Regions from separate parts of the Pan troglodytes genome. Here region 2 is linked to region 1. Evidence: chromatin contacts called from public Hi-C data. All regions are on one chromosome and are shown on one strand. Each heading gives the region's core, a stretch centred on a gene start, on an enhancer-like site or on the middle of the called end of the contact. The rest is flanking DNA. Distances are from core to core; before and after follow the strand shown.

Region 1 (5,043 bases), core at 1,488-3,987:
CAGAGTGAACAATGCTATTTGAGTGGGGGCAGGGCCCAGGTCAAGGCAGGCCTCATATAACATGCTCAAGAGCCCAGACTTTCTCCTAAGTGATGGGGGACCTTTGGAAGGATTCATGCAGAAGGACAACAAAATGAGATGGTGTTTTAGTCCATTTGTATTGCTATAAAGAAGTACCTGAGACTGGGAAATTTCTTAAAAAACAAACAAAAGCACTTTGGGAGGCCGAGGCAGGTGGATCATGAGGTCAGGAGATCGAGACCATCCTGGCTAACACAGTGAAATGAAACCCCGTCTCTACTAAAAATACAAAAAATTAGCCAGGTGTGGTGGCAGGCGCCTGTAGTCCCAGCTACTCGGAGGCTGAGGCAGGAGAATGGTGTGAACCCAGGAGGTGGAGCTTGCAGTGAGCCGAGATCATGCCACTGCACTCTAGCCTGGGTGACAGAGCAAGACTCTGTCTCAAATAAATAAATAAATAAATAAATAAATAAAAGGTTTATTTGGTTTATGATTCTGCTGGCTGGAAGACTGGACACCTGGTGAAAGCCTCAGGCTGCTTCTATTCATGGTGAAAGGCAAGAAGGAGCCTACATGTGCAGAGATCAAATTGCAAGAGTGGAAGCCAGAGGGGAGTGATCAAACTCTTTTAAACAACCAGTTCAGAGCAGTAGTAACAGAGCAAAACTCATTCACCTCTCTCCATGCTGGAGAGCATTAATTTATTCATGAGCTATCCACCTCCCTGACCCAAACACCTCCCATTAGGCCCACCTTCAACATTGACCTCCAACATTGAGGATCATATTTTAACAGGTTTCTGGGGACAGACATCCAAACTATAGCAGATGAGTTTTAGAAGGGTCATTCTGGATCCTGTCTGGAGGACGCATTGAGAAGGGGAGAAAACAGAATAAAGGGAACACTTGGGAGGATATTGCCATATAGTAGACTAGACATAGTACCTAAACTAGATCTATGGATGCTGGGATGGTGTAGAGAAGTCCTGGAATATATCAGGAAGTTGACTCAATAGGAGTCAATCAAGCTAAAGAAATTGGGAACAATTATTGCTTTTATACTATGCACCAGACTCTATTCTATGCACTTTGCATGTACGAACTAAGTAGGTTCTATTGTCATTCCAAGTCTACATATGCAAAAACTGCAGCACAGCTCACAGCTGGCAAATGGCAGAACCAGGATTTGAAACCAGGTAGTCTAGTTTTACAAAACAAATGCTTACTTTGCTCAATCAGTTCCTCTGATTAGTGTTAAAATCTGCTTTCCTGTACCTTATGAATCTTCATCCCACTTATTAATTCTGGTTTGGGCCAGAATCAGAAGTTTTCATTTTTAACCCAGAAGTTCATGGATGAATTTCTGCAAATCTAGTGAACCCTGAAATTGTAAAGAAATTTTAATGATTTTTTAGCATTTGTGTATTGTTTACTGGGAAGTGGTAGAAAAGCTTTTCAACAGATTCTCCAATGGGTCTTTGATCTAAAAATACACTTGTGAACATTGCTTTAGAGCAGGGGTTCTCAAAGTGTGATCCTGGAGCCAGCGGAATCAGCATCTCCTGGGTATTATTGGGAATGTAGGGCCTATCCCAGACCTACTAAATCAGAAACTCTGGGAGTGGGACCCAGAAATCTGTGTTAATAAGTCTTCCAGATGATTCTGATGTGTGCTCAAGCTTGATAACCACTGCCCTAGAGCAAACATAAACATGAATAATGTGGCAATAGGGTCTGTTCACTGGCCTAGGTGAGACATTCATAGTGGATGTGATATCAAGGAGGGGAGAGCAAAATCATAGAAGGCTGAGATCTTCTTTGGATACTCTCAGGAAGGAAACACTGAGACATAAATTTTGAACTGAGCCAATATTTTGGACAAGGCACTCACGTAGGACTTCCATGGAGCTCAGAACAGGCATTTCTGGGAGATGCTGAGCTCTTGACTTGCAGCTTAGAAGATGCAACCTGTAGAATCCTGCATCATTCCCAAATCCCTTGGAGGCTAGCCGTCCCCCTCTCATATACAGTTTCTTCTAGGGCTAGAGTTTAGATATCTTGTTTCATCCAAGGTACACAGACCTCTAATGACATTTCACAGAGGATATTTTACTGGACTCCCAGGGCATTTAGTATCACTGACACCCTAACCACTCACTGTAAGGTGCCAGGGCCCTGGCCCATACATTTGCCCGGCAACACAACAGCTGTGCACTCTGTGCAGGATTCATGCCTGCAATACCAGTCTCTTTCAGCATCTTCCTTGAAACACAAAAAGGTCCAGAAACAACCTGCAGTGCTTGGCAATGGAAGCGGTGAGGATTCCTGTGCCCTACTCCCTTGCAGCCTGTCCCCTCCCAGGATCCAGGCTCGGCCTCTTTCTTTCTGCTAAGTCACAAAGCTGGAAAGTGCTGCGGGTAGGGAGAGAGCCTGTGCCTGCTGGTTGGCTTGGAAAGGTTCTGGGAATTCATTATGATCTAAACAACTATTCCAGTTATTCATGTGACTCAGCCCCTGAAATCAGGATCATCCTGTGTCCACAGGGCCGGGTGTTGCTGACTCAGTGCTGAAGAGGGCACCTTGTCAGCCCTCCTAGGCTCCCAACTCCCCCTCTCCCTCCCCTTCCTCCCCAGAGGACACTGAAGGAAAGCAGATGCGTGAGTAAGCTTCTCAGCCTGTTCAGTTTCATTTTTAAACAAGCAACTAACCTCCTCCCATTCTAGCTTCTCACCGCACACATCTGTCAGTCTTCTGTGCATTTTGGTGGGGAAGCAATCACAGTCACTTATGCATCATGCATTCACATATGCATTTAGCACAGGTTTAGCCACACCTACTGTGTGTGCAGCTGATTGCTAACGGCTCAGATCCAGAGATAGACATGGGCTATATCTGCCCATAACATTCAGGGGTCTAGTGGGAAAAATGCATTAAAGGACATTAAGGATGTAATGGAAAAAGCCCTGTAGCAGAGTGCTTTTAACTCTTATAGAGAGCTTTGAGATTGCTGAGCTGCAAGTGCCAACCCTTTTTAGGTGTCTGGCATTCCTCTTCAACAAGCAGCAAAATTCATAGAGTGTGGTTGGGAACTACTTCATCTATGAGAACTAGAGAGAGAAGAAAATTCCAGGAACCAACATGGCACAAGAGAGGGCTTTCTGGAAGAAGGCTGAAGAAGGCTGAAAGGGTGTGGAGACTAAAGTGGCAAGTTTTACAGTTTTCCCCAAGGGCCTTTTCTTTCTTTCTTTTTTTTTTAATATCTACAATTTTTATTTGTAAATTTGAAACACGTAAAATGGAAAAGGAAAATAGGAAGAGAAAAAGAAAAAAATATATATGTATATATATAACCTAGTGTAATAGTTTGAGCATTTTTTGTTTTTATTTTTGTTTTTTGTTTGTTTTGTTTTTCCCTGAATATCTCCTTTTAGGTGAATTCCATCCATCCAGTTACTCCACTGCGGTACATCATACCTCTCTAGATTTGCAACACAGATGATTTCATGAGATTCCCCTTCATCACTGTCTTGAGTTGTTTCCACTCTTTTCTCCATCACATCTTCAATCTTTGTTGTTTTATTCCCCAGTTCCACTGGTGGTGGAAGGTGGGGGGAGTCCTCAATATATGGTCAAAAGTAGATAAGTGGCAATAAAATTAAGAGTTAAATTATTTTTTCTTAAACATAGAAGCAGTTTTCCCATTGTCTTTTAATTGCCAGTTGGAGAAATTTTTTTAATAGTTTCATTCTTGTCCTTTTCTTAAGTCTGATACACACTATGTACTAGGCACGATGGCACAATTTCCCCAAAATAGTAAACTGCTTGAGCTTTCCTTCCTCATTTGATGGGGGAAAGGTGGAGTGAAAAAAAAGAAAGATCACATGCTGTTGAATGAAAATTAAAGAAAATATTACATGTAAAGTATCATATCTCATTAACTACTAAAAGAATACACACACACACACACACACACACACACACACAGTAGGTACAGAAAGCTTAAGTAGCCTCACTGAGTGTGCCTGAGCCGAGATTAGGGCCTGTGTTGTTGCCACTTACAAACTTACTGTACATGTAGGTACATAACGCAACGAGATGATCAGATCCCATTTTACAGATGGGAAAACTGAGACTTGGAGAAGTTAAGTAACATCTCCAAAGCCATACAAATAGTAGGTGAGGTGGCAGGCCTTCAGACCCAGGTGTATCTGAATTCAAAGTCTGGGCCCTTTCTGCCACACCATCCTGTTTTTGTCTTTTTTTTTTTTCTTTCACTTTTTGAGACCAGATTTCATTTCTCTTTAGGATCTAGTCTGAACCTCTATAAACATGGAATCTGATACCATTGTCATCCAGGATTATGATTTTAATCCATTGCAACATTAGAATTAGAATGCTTAAGCTTAACCCCAAGCATACTTCCTTATATTCATTCATTCATTCAATACATTTATATTGAATATTCATCTGTTTGTGCCAGACCCAGGTCCCAAAAAAAGAGCAACGAAAAAGACAGGCAGGCAGGGTCCTTTCTCCTTGTGGACCATTGAGCATAACAGGGAGAGAAAAATGTGAAGTAATAGTTACACAACTGATCAGTTTATTACAACCATAGTAAATGGTATTATAATGATAGCTACACTTCCATTGTTTACTATGTGCCAGTACCTATCCTAGGCAATGTACATATATTAACTCATTTCATTCTCATAGGCATATGAAGGAAGTAGAGAGATCAAGGAAGGCTTCTTGAAGGAAGTGTCAGCTCAGTCTGGAAGCAGAAATTATATTAAGGAGAGGGAGTTGGGGAGGAACATGAGTAGTCTAGGACTGTGCTGGCCAGGTAATCCTTAGCTACATGAGGCTATGACACATTTGAAATGTGGCTAGGCTGAATTGAGGTGGGCTATAAATGTAAAATACATACTAGGTTTCAAGACAGTATAGAAGAAAATATGTATGATAATGTGTTAACTTTTTATGTTGATTACATGTTGAGATGATATTTTGGGTATATTGGGTT
Region 2 (4,897 bases), core at 1,490-3,989, 370 kb after region 1:
GAGTTCCTTCCCCACAGTCAGGATAGCTGTGAAAAGGGGTATCAACACAAGGCCTCCTTCAGCCTGAGCCCTTGAGTGACTACAATGAGCAGAGCTACCCCGCCAACCTACAACGGTCATGTAGCAGAAATGACCAACTTTCACTGGAATAAGCCACTGATATGTTAGGGTTGTTTGTTAGGGCAGCATAACGCTGCCTTTCCTGACAGAACTGGGAGTGAGAGATAAGGCTGGAGAGAGAAGGAGTTAGATTGTGAAAAGCCCCTTCTCCAAGGCATAGGAATCGGAACTCTCCTGATTGTAAGGAAAAGCCAATGAAAGCTTCCAAGCAGGGGCGTTAACATGAACAGATTTGTTATTTTTTTGGATGAAATATGCTATTTCTCAACATAAGGAGAAGATCAGCCTACTAAACCACATGAGGCAGAGAGGAACACACAGAACCTTAGGCAAAAGATATATATTTATACAAAGTTCTAAGTCTTGAAATTTCTAAATACAGGAGCTCTGAACGGAGTTACAGTCAGAGGATCCAGCAAGAAAATTTCTTCTATGCCACAAGCGCTATTTCCTCTGCAGATAACTAATACTCCACAAGAAAGTTTGCCAGAGTAGAGAAAATACAAAGGAATGTAACACAGACCTGAGGTCAATTTCCAGCTGCCTGTGTGACCTCAACAAAGATACTTAACCTCTCTGGGCCTATTTCCTCACATGTTAAATCTGGATAATAATATATGTCTCTCAAGACAGTTGTGGGGAGAAAACAGCGTATTTAAATTGCTTAGGAGAATGCCTGGCAGATAAGTGTTTAATACATGAAACTGATTTTTATTACTGTTATTAAAAACTATTTAGAACACCAACTCCCTGAATACAACAGAAAATGATTCAGGGCAACAGACAGAGGAGAATGTTCTCTCCTTGAGGAAGCAACTGGATCTTGTCATCACTGTATACCTACCCCACCCCCTCCCCAGCTCAGTGCCTGGCTCACAGTAGGCTTTCAGTTACCCTCTGCAGATCAGTGAAAGCTAGGTGAGTGCCCGGAGTGAAGAAAAGTTGGCAGGTTTCCCACTGATACCAGCTGCTGTTGGTTTCTGAACACTCAAAGCCGCAAATACCTTAGGGCTGGGGGCAATGAACCCAAGGCTGAATTCCAAGTTCAGAAGCAGCGAAGTCTGAATTTAGAACCTAGGAACTTAAACCTGCTGCAGGTCCAACTTCAAGCCCCAGTTCTAGACAGAGGCTTGGGAAAGAGCTGACTTCTAACCCGGTTCCCCCTCCCCTCCTCCCCTCGATGCTTCTCACAGGAAAGTACACCTGGTCCTGCCAAATCGCACTCTTATATCCTGGCATCCTATCCAGGCTCTGCGAGGATGGAAACTGCGAGGCAGGGGAGGGAAGCGGGCTGTTTGGCCACCACCTCCCTAGTGCTGCAGGCGACCCTGTCACACTAACTCCTGGCAGCCCAGTGAGGTGGACGGCACCGGCCCCACCTGCAGATGAGGGAAATGAAGCTCGGAGGAGTTCCGTGATTTGCTTGCTCCACATTGTGGTAGCCTGGCCACGAAAGAACCAGGATTCCCGACTTCGGGATTCTTTCCACCACACACTTTCGTCCCTAAGGGGTAGGGGGCGGGGGGAGAATAAAATAACCGCGGAAAAGGAACCACTTACATGTGTCTAGCGCTTCCTAGAGGCTACCCAGGATATGCGCCCACCACCCGGCCGGGAGTGCAGAAATTTGAAGTCCAGGTTCTACCCCGGGCTCCGAGTACTACTGCGTGACTTTATGCGAGTGTCCGCCGCCTTCTGGGCTTGTTTTCCCGGAAGCAACTCGGCGCGGATGGAGTGTGTGTGTGCGCGCGCGCGCGCGTTATGTTGTGCGTGTTGTGTTAAGCGTGTGCGTGTTGTCCGGGGGCGGGAGGGGGAGTAGACTAACACCGGGGTTCCCCGAGTTTCGGATCGCCTACACGCTTGTTCCCATCTGGACCCTGTTACCCACCAATTGCGCCCACTATAAAAACTGCCCCTCCGAGGCAAAGCTGTGAACCCCCGCGCCCTTTCCCCCACGGTCCCGTTGGATGAAGTGGGGTGCAACGGAGACTCAGCTGAGCGTCCAGTTTCGGGCAATACAAATCTCTAGGCTTCTACGAGCAGCCAGACGACCCCGCGGACCGTCGCTCCTGAACTTGACCGAGATGCAAACTTCGGAGCGTTCTCAACGTGGGGGGCCGACTCTCGGGAGACCGCCCCTAAACTTAAGTCTCCTTAGGCTCGCCTCCACCTGGGACTTCACAGAGCCACCTTAAGGGCGGTACTCCCGCCCCCCCGGAAGTGCGGGGGGGGTGGCAGCGTACTTGGATTCTCAGCCTCCAGCCCCGCGCGGTGGCGGCCGCCGGTGGATGACTTCGGGCCCCACAAGTGGGGAAACAACAACCACCCCTCGCCCGCACCCCTGGCCCAAAACAACTGGCCAGGTTCCCTGGCCTCCCGGGTCCCTGCATCCCCCGCATCCCCGTACGCAGCCGTGAACTTGAGCCCCCCTCCGTCAGAGGTTGCGAGCGTCCGCCCGCTCGCGGCAGCCACCGTCACTAGACAGTCAAACCCCAAGACGTCAGCCCACAATGCACCGGGCGGGCCGGGAAAAACGGCCCGGGGAGGGGACCGGGGAAGAGAGGGCCGAGAGGCGTGCAGCAGGGGGGAGGGTAGGAGAAAGAAGGGCCCGACTGTAGGAGGGCAGCGGAGCATTACCTCATCCCGTGAGCCTCCGCGGGCCCAGAGAAGAATCTTCTAGGGTGGAGTCTCCATGGTGACGGGCGGGCCCGCCCCCCTGAGAGCGACGCGAGCCAATGGGAAGGCCTTGGGGTGACATCATGGGCTATTTTTAGGGGTTGACTGGTAGCAGATAAGTGTTGAGCTCGGGCTGGATAAGGGCTCAGAGTTGCACTGAGTGTGGCTGAAGCAGCGAGGCGGGAGTGGAGGTGCGCGGACTCAGGCAGACAGACAGACACAGCCAGCCAGCCAGGTCGGCAGTATAGTCCGAACTGCAAATCTTATTTTCTTTTCACCTTCTCTCTAACTGCCCAGAGCTAGCGCCTGTGGCTCCCGGGCTGGTGTTTCGGGAGTGCCCAGAGAGCCTGGTCTCCAGCCGCCCCCGGGAGGAGAGCCCTGCTGCCCAGGCGCTGTTGACAGCGGCGGAAAGCAGCGGTACCCACGCGCCCGCCGGGGGAAGTCGGCGAGCGGCTGCAGCAGCAAAGAACTTTCCCGGCTGGGAGGACCGGAGACAAGTGGCACAGAGTCCCGGAGCGAACTTTTGCAAGCCTTTCCTGCGTCTTAGGCTTCTCCGCGGCGGTAAAGACCAGAAGGCGGTGGAGAGCCACGCGAGAGAAGAAGGACGTGCGCTCAGCTTCGCTAGCACCGGTTGCTGAACTTGGGCGAGCGCGAGCCGCGGCTGCCGGGCGCCCCCTCCCCCTAGCAGCGGAGGAGGGGACAAGTCGTCGGAGTCCGGGCGGCCGAGACCCTCCGCCGGCCGGCCACTGCAGGGTCCGCACTGATCCGCGCCGCGGGGAGAGCCGCTGCTCTGGGAAGTGAGTTCTCCTGCGGACTCCGAGGAACCGCTGCGCCCGAAGAGCGCTCAGTGAGTGACCGCGACTTTTCAAAGCCGGGTAGCGCGCGCGAGTCGACAAGTAAGAGTGCGGGAGGCATCTTAATTAACCCTGCGCTCCCTGGAGCGAGCTGGTGAGGAGGGCGCAGCGGGGACGACAGCCAGCGGGTGCGTGCGCTCTTAGAGAAACTTTCCCTGTCAAAGGCTCCGGGGGGTGCGGGTGTCCCCCGCTTGCCAGAGCCCTGTTGCGGCCCCGAAACTTGTGCGCGCAGCCCAAACTAACCTCACGTGAAGTGACGGACTGTTCTATGACTGCAAAGATGGAAACGACCTTCTATGACGATGCCCTCAACGCCTCGTTCCTCCCGTCCGAGAGCGGACCTTATGGCTACAGTAACCCCAAGATCCTGAAACAGAGCATGACCCTGAACCTGGCCGACCCAGTGGGGAGCCTGAAGCCGCACCTCCGCGCCAAGAACTCGGACCTCCTCACCTCGCCCGACGTGGGGCTGCTCAAGCTGGCGTCGCCCGAGCTGGAGCGCCTGATAATCCAGTCCAGCAACGGGCACATCACCACCACGCCGACCCCCACCCAGTTCCTGTGCCCCAAGAACGTGACAGATGAGCAGGAGGGCTTCGCCGAGGGCTTCGTGCGCGCCCTGGCCGAACTGCACAGCCAGAACACGCTGCCCAGCGTCACGTCGGCGGCGCAGCCGGTCAACGGGGCAGGCATGGTGGCTCCCGCGGTAGCCTCGGTGGCAGGGGGCAGCGGCAGCGGCGGCTTCAGCGCCAGCCTGCACAGCGAGCCGCCGGTCTACGCCAACCTCAGCAACTTCAACCCAGGCGCGCTGAGCAGCGGCGGCGGGGCGCCCTCCTACGGCGCGGCTGGCCTGGCCTTTCCCGCGCAACCCCAGCAGCAGCAGCAGCCGCCGCACCACCTGCCCCAGCAGATGCCCGTGCAGCACCCGCGGCTGCAGGCCCTGAAGGAGGAGCCTCAGACAGTGCCCGAGATGCCTGGCGAGACACCGCCCCTGTCCCCCATCGACATGGAGTCCCAGGAGCGGATCAAGGCGGAGAGGAAGCGCATGAGGAACCGCATCGCTGCCTCCAAGTGCCGAAAAAGGAAGCTGGAGAGAATCGCCCGGCTGGAGGAAAAAGTGAAAACCTTGAAAGCTCAGAACTCGGAGCTGGCGTCCACGGCCAACATGCTCAGGGAACAGGTGGCACAGCTTAAACAGAAAGTCATGAACCACGTTAACAGTGGGTGCCAACTCATGCTAACGCAGC

What was found. A called contact is a pair of places that touch in the nucleus more often than the background predicts.
Region 2: a contact with region 1 is called in a Hi-C map of stem cell-derived neural progenitor cells, with 4 times the contacts expected there. The contact joins two enhancer-like sites. A contact is called at or near these places in 1 of 7 Hi-C or Micro-C datasets (stem cell-derived neural progenitor cells) and 1 of 1 datasets of contacts at active chromatin or transcription factors (stem cell-derived excitatory neurons).

What each region holds. Positions count from the first base shown.
Region 1 is chr1:171,840,869-171,845,911 of NHGRI_mPanTro3-v2.0_pri, forward strand. No RefSeq gene overlaps it. Among named protein-coding and RNA genes, the nearest start is that of FGGY, 150 kb to the left of the region's middle. Within about 2 kb of position 2,738, at least 13 of the 24 cell types and tissues checked have an H3K27ac peak or open chromatin away from gene starts, as enhancers often do. A contact at or near this core is called in stem cell-derived neural progenitor cells, where this site is marked.
Region 2 is chr1:172,210,627-172,215,523 of NHGRI_mPanTro3-v2.0_pri, forward strand. It overlaps JUN (Jun proto-oncogene, AP-1 transcription factor subunit), which reads left to right. Exons shown (of 1, transcript XM_063801435.1): 1 at 1-4,897. The coding sequence starts at 3,919. Among named protein-coding and RNA genes, the nearest start is that of JUN, 12 kb to the left of the region's middle. Within about 2 kb of position 2,740, at least 17 of the 24 cell types and tissues checked have an H3K27ac peak or open chromatin away from gene starts, as enhancers often do. A contact at or near this core is called in stem cell-derived neural progenitor cells, where this site is marked.